2 separate regions of the Sus scrofa genome follow, and region 1 is linked to region 2. A link is a contact called in public promoter capture Hi-C data. All regions are on one chromosome and are shown on one strand. Each heading gives the region's core, a stretch centred on a gene start, on an enhancer-like site or on the middle of the called end of the contact. The rest is flanking DNA. Distances are from core to core; before and after follow the strand shown.

Region 1 (3,929 bases), core at 1,116-3,615, 1.4 Mb before region 2:
TAAGAAATTATCAATAAGAAACTGTTAACTAATTATCAATTAAAAAAAACATTAACTAGGGAGTTCCTGTCATGGCTCAGTAGAAACGAATCTGACTAGTATCCATGAGGACACAGAGTTCGATCCCTGGCCTTGCTCAGTAGGTTAAGGATCTGGCATTGCTGTGAGCTGTGGTGCAGGTCACAGAGGCAGCTCAGATGGGGCACTGCTATGGCTGTGGCATAGGCCAGTGACTATAGCTCCAATTCAACCGCTAGCCTGGGAACCTCCATGTGCTGCTGGTGCGGCCCTAAACACACACACACACACAGACACACACACACGAAAATTAACTTAAAGAAGTTAATAATAATATTCTGTCTATATAAGAAAATGTCCTTATTTTGGAGATGCAAGCTGACATTTTTAGGGGTAATGTCTACAGCTTAGTTTCAAGTGGTATGGCCAAAAATAACATACACATATTTACAGATAAAGCAAATATGGCAAGATGTCAACAAATGAATCTAGAGGATTATTATATGGATGCTCACTATCACCAACTTCCTGTGTGCTTGAGATTGTTTCATAACAAAAAGTTGGGGCTGGGTTCGGGGGTGGGGGGTGGTGCAGTGGGGGAAGCCTAGAAAGTACCAATACTACAAGGAAAAAAAAAAAAAATCAACCTGAAACCAAAGCGTAGGAATTGAGAATCAAACATGGTTTCATTTTAATACAGCATCTATTACTACCCCTTTGGTAGTAATCAGGTAAACCAGGAATGAAAGCTCCAACTAAAACATTGCTTAAAAGACTGAATCTAGAATGTAATCCAATTATTTAATATAAATCTTTAATAACTAGTTTTCTCAAGAGACATGTATGGGGAGCATGACTAGGTAAGTATCCTATAATGATACGATATTCAGCAAAACTCAACATACGTTTATATTTTAACCAAACAACAAATCAATCTGTGAAACATCCATTTAAGTCTATAATTCAACCTTTTTTCTACAACGTTATAAAGATACTCAACCACAAGTTTTCTTAAACCTGTTAATGTACTGAAGAAAATGATCAAGTACTACAATTGGGCATCAACAGATTTCTTAAACACAACCATGCATGAAGCTTAAATACTCAAAGTAATTTATCAACACTTTCTCCTGTAAAGAGAAATGTAAAGGTTCTTTACTTTTTCACTAACCATAATCAAAGAAACAGTACAAGCCAATGCTAAAAATGAGAATTTCAGCAAGTTCATAAACTTAGTTGTTTATGAAAGGAAAAAAAAACATTAAAACATAACTTTTTACGATATTCCACACATTAAATTTTGACATTCCACTCAGAAATATTGCATAAGTTAATGCACAAATTACTAAGCGTGTGGCCATTGCCACATAATCCAGCAACAAATTATGCAATAAGGAAATCTCAAGCAAATAACCCAACTGTGAGTTCCTTGTATGCATCAAGAATAAATTGCACAAGTAAAATTGTAACTTTTCAAGAAACTGGAGTTTTACCAAATATATTTCTTTTTTTTGATAAAAGGAGGAATATTTTCTATTCAGTCAGTCCTACTGAAAAAAAAAAAAGATAAAAGTGTATGGAGTCACCTTTTAAAAGTAATTTTAAAAAAGAGCCAAGAAAAATCATTTCGCTAGGTTGCAGCAAAACACATCGAACAGCACACACTGGGGGCAAGTAAATTATGTCTACCTATGCATCTAGAATTTACTGCCAAGAAGAAACTTTCCAGCGATTCTCACTTCCCTCACATATTTATTTTCTCAAAACCCAGAAATACAGTTCTACAAAAGAGACAACATATTCAAATCTAGGCCTTCCCAGATTACCAAAGTGCACGATCTTGGCCAAGTTGCTGAAACTGAGCCTCATCAATTCTTTTGATCTGTAAAATGGGCAGACGGTGAGGCGAGACAATAAACAAGTAAGTGAATCGGTCCGCAGAGAGAAAAGGGATTCAACCCTAACCACCAGTCCACCGCACCATAGCAGCGCAAAGACAGGCACCTTCTCCCTCACTGCGCGGAAACCTTCCGCTTTCCCGGAGACCAGAGGCAGGCTTCCTCCTGAACTCCTGCAGAGTTCGAGTCTGACAGCTCCGCGCAGACCTGGACTTCGGGACCAGCAGCCGGCGGCGCACGCCCGCCCACCCGGGAGAGTAGAGCACCTAGCGAAGTCTCCGCCCGCGAGCTGCGCACTGGCCGGCGGCGGCCCCCTCCCCACGTCCGCCCGCGCCCCGCCCCCCCCATCCACTCATAGGCACGTACCGGCCGCTCCACCGAGACGCAGCGAGCCGCAGGCCCACCCCTCCGCCCCCGCGCGGCCTGTCACCGCGCCCCCCGGTCCGAGAGGCCGCGGGGCGCCGGGGGCCGGAGGGGCGCACGAGGAGTCGGGTGCGGGCCGGGGGCAGGCCCGGCCCTCCCTCACATGGAGCCCGCGCCGGGCGCGGTGGCAGGCACGGGGACCGTCGCGGCCGGCGGAGCTTCTCGGTGGCCCTCGGTTCTTCTCGCCGCCGCGGCCCCGAGGCCCGCGGGAAGCTGGGCTGCGAAGGAGGAAGCCGCGGGCCCGGTACCGCCAGAGGCCGGAGAAGGGGCGCGCGCGGCGACTCCGCGGCTGGGAGTGCGGGTCCTCCTGATCGTCGCCGCCGCCGCCACGGGCCGCAGGACCCCCAAACGCCGCGCCCAGCGGCCGCACCACCCTCGTCAAGAGCCGCTGCTGAGGGCTGCCCAGCCGCCACTACACACGGGCCCGTGACGTCGGGCGTACAGCGGCGCACGTCACGGCCCGTCGCTCGTGCGCGCGCAGCCCTCCTCCAGACTGGAGCGGAACCGCCGCGGGCGCGCGCTCGCCTGGAGCGTCGCGCCGAGGCCGAGGGGCGTGTCCGCGCCTGCGCATTGGCTAGCTGCTCACAGCCGCGTACCCCTGGCGCTGCTACCTCGCTCGGTTCGGTGTCCGTGCCGCTTGGACCTTGACCTCGAGTGCACGCGCGGGCACCTTGGTTCCTTAGGTCTGCGGGAGTCCTCGGCGGAGAGTCCAAAGCAAACCTCGAAGAGGGACTCCTCAATGGGCTTCGGGCTGAGCGGGGCAGCAGAAGAAGAGGCCGCAACCTCCTCCAAGTCCATGGCAAGTCGTTTGCTGGCAAAAAGCCATCTATTTTCCTATTCATTTGTGGATCTCGTGTGTAGAATTTTTATCCAAAGTACTTAAATTCTTGTTGGCTTGTCACCTGACTATAAACCACCCCCCTGGAGACCACCTTTCTCAGTTTTACAGTTCTCTGTTTAGTTCTTGTAGGAATTACTTTTCGAGTTTAGCGAATGTAGAAGCCTCCCGCTAGAGGCTTCTACACCTGGAGAGCTAGCGACACAGTCTAAAACACAGACACAGACAGAGTCGCTGTCACCGAGTCCTTTCTTCACTCCCGTCCCCCCCAGGATAGCATTGGAGGCCTCAGTGATATGACTGACTTGCATTTCAGCTGTTTTTAGCCCACACTACACTGACCCAGAGAATATCTTTAACACCCCATCACTTTCCTCAAATGCCCCTTTCAATTTCCTGTGCCGTTTCTTCCCTCTTTCAGCGTCTGCCTGGTTTCGCAGTACGTTATGGATCCCACCCTCTTGCTGTCTTTTCCAGACCACTCAGCAGTTAAAATGAGAGGGACGGGAGCAGCACTCACCAGGCTCAGAGGTAAGCACCTGGCCAACTCAAGACCATAGACGGGTTAAGGGAGCTGGCATCTGTGGGGCAAGGACTAGGGGAGATGGTGTTATGGAATAATAAAATATCTGGGTCCCTTTCCAGGAATTCTTATTACAGACCCGTTAGTGGAGTTGTTAGAGGAGCAGGAACAAAGATATTCATTGGCAGGTTTTTATAATAGTGGAAGCCTGAAAACCTAAACGACTTTA
Region 2 (4,009 bases), core at 1,319-3,818:
GATAAGAAATTCCACAGGACCATTCACTCTCTATTAACACAGCAATTAAGTTCCAAAAAAAGCTTGTTGTTTATAATAGCCACACATTAGGGGAGCAGGTTATTTTAAAGGGAAAGCTCTTGGACTAAGCATCCCTAATTTGTTTGTTTTAAAATTTGGTTTTCTGATTACATATTAATAATATCATCTTAAAACAAATCGCATCTATATCTTTAAGTGTTACTCTTACAACAATGATAGATTTGAGTCTCCAAAATTTTTTAAAAAACTATATTTGAAAAATTTAGATTATCCAAAAAATAATTTTCTGATCAGGGAAGAAGTCTCTGGTATAAAGATATCATTTAAAAGACAATCTCGGGAGTTCCCGTCATGGCTCAGGGGAAACGAATCTGACTAGCATCCATGAGGACACAGGTTCGATCCCTGGCCTTGCTCAGTGGGTTAAGGATCCAGTGTTGCCATGAGCTGTGGTGTAGGTTGCAGATGCTACTCAGATCCCACATTGCTGTGGCATAGGCCAGAAGCTACAGCTCCAATTGGAACCCTAGCCTGGGAACTTCCATATACCTCCGTATGCCACGGGTGCATCCCTTGGAAAAAAGAAAAAAAAGAGAGAGAGAGACAATAAATAAATACATAAATAAATAAATAAATAGACAGTCTCTCAACAGATCCTCAACAATAATCCTAGTAAGTAGGTGGGTGTTTTTAATCCTCCTTTTACAAAATATAATAGGTTAAGTAACTTTCTGAGATTATAAAACTGTTACCAGGTAGTACCAGGACTAGCCCCAGGCACTCTGACTCCATGTCTGAAGTAGTTCCCTCCACACATTGCTCTACAATTGCATTTTCTACAAAACACCATACAAAAACAAATTAAGTGCCACACAAGAAATGGTTTTTAAAGGCATGTTGATAAACAACTGTTAATACCAAAATAATACTTTTTTCAAAAATAAAAGAAGAAACTTCCACAGGACATGAAAAATTCTACCTTAGCTCTGACCTACAATTTCTATAAAGTACATTACTGAACAAAAAGAAAAACAGTTCAAGTAATTTGGAGAGATCAACAACAAATCATCAAAATTGGGAAAACATTATTCCCAGTCTATGTGCTGCCTGTCAGTGGGTTGATATTATTACTTTTAGATAAACAAAAGAGGATTGTTAAGTGATTCTGGGTTTTGAGAATGAAAATCAAAGTTTACATTTGCCACTGAAACAACTTCCAAGCAATAGGTATTTGAACACAAATACACAAACAAAAACCATCGTTTGGGAATGATTGTCTGATAACAATGAAAATAAGCTGTCTTTAAAATTAATGATTTGCATTTTTCTTTTCCTTTTCAGCCCACCAAACATAAGAGCAACAGTTGTTAGTTTAAAAAGAATCAACCTCTTTCCCAAATGTTCATGATTCACAGCTTGGTCACTTTATATCAGATATGTACTGAAAACTATAACAAAACACACTATTAAATATAACATCCAGAGAAAGAATGAAGAAAACAGGAAGAGTAGTGGCTATTTTTTTTTCTCTGTGGGGCCCCTATTAGTGGCTCCTTTACTCCTTTTCACTCAATGGTTCTCTCTCAAGGCCAAGCCCCAAAGTTGGAAGACATAACCTGGCCACTGCTTGTCTGCTGTCATTTCTCCTTCACCCAAGACTGGAATGGTGTCTAATCCTCAGCAACACTGCCATACTGACTCCAGCCAGTATCAGTGGACCAGCTGTCAAGCCTATTCATTCCTTCTTGAAGCATTTCCCCACTGATCCTACAAAATAGTAAACTCTTCCTGGGATGTCTTCCTAGACTGTCTAGCTAACACCATACATACATAACTTATTAACTTTTTCCCAACGCTAACTGGACATGGGCCATTATCACTTAGGTTTTAGCACCCCCCCCCATCACACCCACAGTGCTTTTCTTTTCCCGATTGCCACTTCCACTGACCAACTCTTAAAATCCCAGAAAACTATCACCAACCGACTTCTAGTTCCTGGCAAGCATTCTCTCTGGCTTTATCCACACACCGACTCCAAAGGTTTCCAATTCCAATTCAAAAATACCAAAGTCCCGTTCGTCAACCCATTATCAACATACCTGTCGGCGGATTCTAAACTTACTACAATATCTACCTTTAGATTCACCCCCAAATCCTGACAGCTCTGTGCTGGAGAGCTCGCCGACCTCCACCCCGTCAAATCTCCGGGGTCGCCCTTCCCGCCGCCCTCCAGCCTTCTTTCTGCTCCGATACTCTAGCACTGTCCAAGAAGCTTCGGCCTCTCCTAGGAACTCTCCCCGATCCCGCTGTCCCCTTCCGGATCTCGCCTACCCTACCCCAGGTGAGCAGACCACCTCACCCTTCAGGCCCCTTCTATGGTCCTGGCTCCTCGCACTTGCTAAGCAGGTTTCCCAGGCTGCAAAATCGGAAGCGGTTCCTCTTACCGAGAGCCACCCCTTTCCTCAGGTCCCTACCCCCAACAACAAGACACTCGCGCTTCCTGGGAGACCCCCCAACTCACCCCTGTTTCCGCCATCTTCTGGGACCGGCCCCCGCCCCCCTCCGCCGCTTCCTCCTCCCCTCACGTAACTCCGCCTGAGCTTCACTGCGCCTGCGCGGCAGGCGCTGACGCTCTCCCGAAGATAGGGGCAGAAGAACTTCCGGTTTCTACGGGCGCCGAGTAGTGAGCCTGCGAAAGGGGGCAAAAGGACTTCCGATCTCCTTGAGCGTAGCTGCCGGCTACAGGCATGGACTACCTAGTGGTGGAGGCTACCAAATCAGCTGTTGTTTGCTGACCAGGCAGCAGAGGGTTGTGACGAATGCCCAGACCTGCGGGCCGTGTCAGGGAATCGCACAGCAACACACGCATACCCTGTGGGAGGCGAGGCTCTCCACACGTCGCTCCTCTGAGCCAGGATCTGGGCTGCGGCTAAGGATGCTGACTCTCATTTTCTGTGTGCTTTTGCCTGCCTTTGCTCTTTACCTTATTCCTGCATTCCTAAGTCATAACTTCTTTCGAGAAAGAGCGTAGTTGATATTTCTCTCCTTTTCATCCCACAGCATTTTTTCCTGTTTTCATTAATAATCGTTCCCCAAGTTTGACAAAAGCGATTTGTGTACAGTTGCTTTCATAGGAAGAGCTTTAGAGGTTTTCAGCGACGTAGAGAAAATGCAAAGTACAATGCAAAATACAAAAAGGAAATTACAAAGTAGATAAAATTATAATTCCTTGTTGGTTGGAAGTAGTACCGAACCATAATATGGATGAGGTCAGGTTACTGTGTTCTTGAGGCAAGTTTAAGTTGAAGGTTGGGCCTGGAATCCTTGCTTAAGAGATTTGAAAAGAAGCATTAGTTGGTGAAATTCCTTTGTGTTTTTTTTTTTTAACTTTGAACTGATAAATGATAGATGGGTTTGTATGTTTCTGACTTTTTATTGGTACACATATTTCTGAAAATTGAAAGAGAAATTGAATTTGCAACAGAATGCTTCCAAACAAGTATCTATCTGACCTTTCTTGTTTTCTCTAATGTTTCCTGTAACTAAGTCTCTTATGTAGGTTTTTACACTACCAGTAAAAAAAAAATGTGGGTGGATTATACAGAATGGAAATGGAATTTTAAAAAGAAAAGAGAAAAGCACCCAGACAAGAGAGGATTACCTCAAAATATCCCAACATCTGTCATGATTCTCTTTAAAACAACCTGAGTCCCACTCATCTAGGCCATGTCTTCTCTAGGCAAGCTTTCAAACACTTAGAAATTGCCTTCAAGAAAATCCTTAAGGAAAATTTTAACTTGAAAGACCTTTGTTTTAGTTTCAATATTTATTGACTGCAGGGAGGGACAAGACCTAAAAAGCAAGAACCATGTGGCACCAGTTCCTAAGGTTCTTGTATCCAACAGGGTCATTCCTACTGCAGTGTTCTACTTAAGTTTCCCGGCTGTCATGGATGATGTAGTCTTTAAGGAGGCACTGAGTATAGGTA

What was found. Promoter capture Hi-C pulls out the DNA fragments that hold promoters and counts their contacts.
Region 1: a promoter capture Hi-C map of liver shows a contact between it and region 2, with 3 times the contacts expected there. The contact joins the promoter of MAP3K2 here to the promoter of INSIG2 in region 2. A contact is called at or near these places in 1 of 5 promoter capture datasets (liver) and 1 of 47 Hi-C or Micro-C datasets (heart right ventricle).

Annotation. Positions count from the first base shown.
Region 1 is chr15:25,085,915-25,089,843 of Sscrofa11.1, reverse strand. It overlaps MAP3K2 (mitogen-activated protein kinase kinase kinase 2), which reads right to left and starts at 2,365. Exons shown (of 17, transcript XM_003359437.5): 1 at 2,283-2,365. It overlaps LOC110257077 (a long non-coding RNA gene), which reads left to right and starts at 3,599. Exons shown (of 2, transcript XR_002339296.1): 1 at 3,599-3,708.
Region 2 is chr15:23,675,288-23,679,296 of Sscrofa11.1, reverse strand. INSIG2 (insulin induced gene 2) reads right to left here and starts at 2,568. Exons shown (of 6, transcript NM_001129968.1): 1 at 2,543-2,568.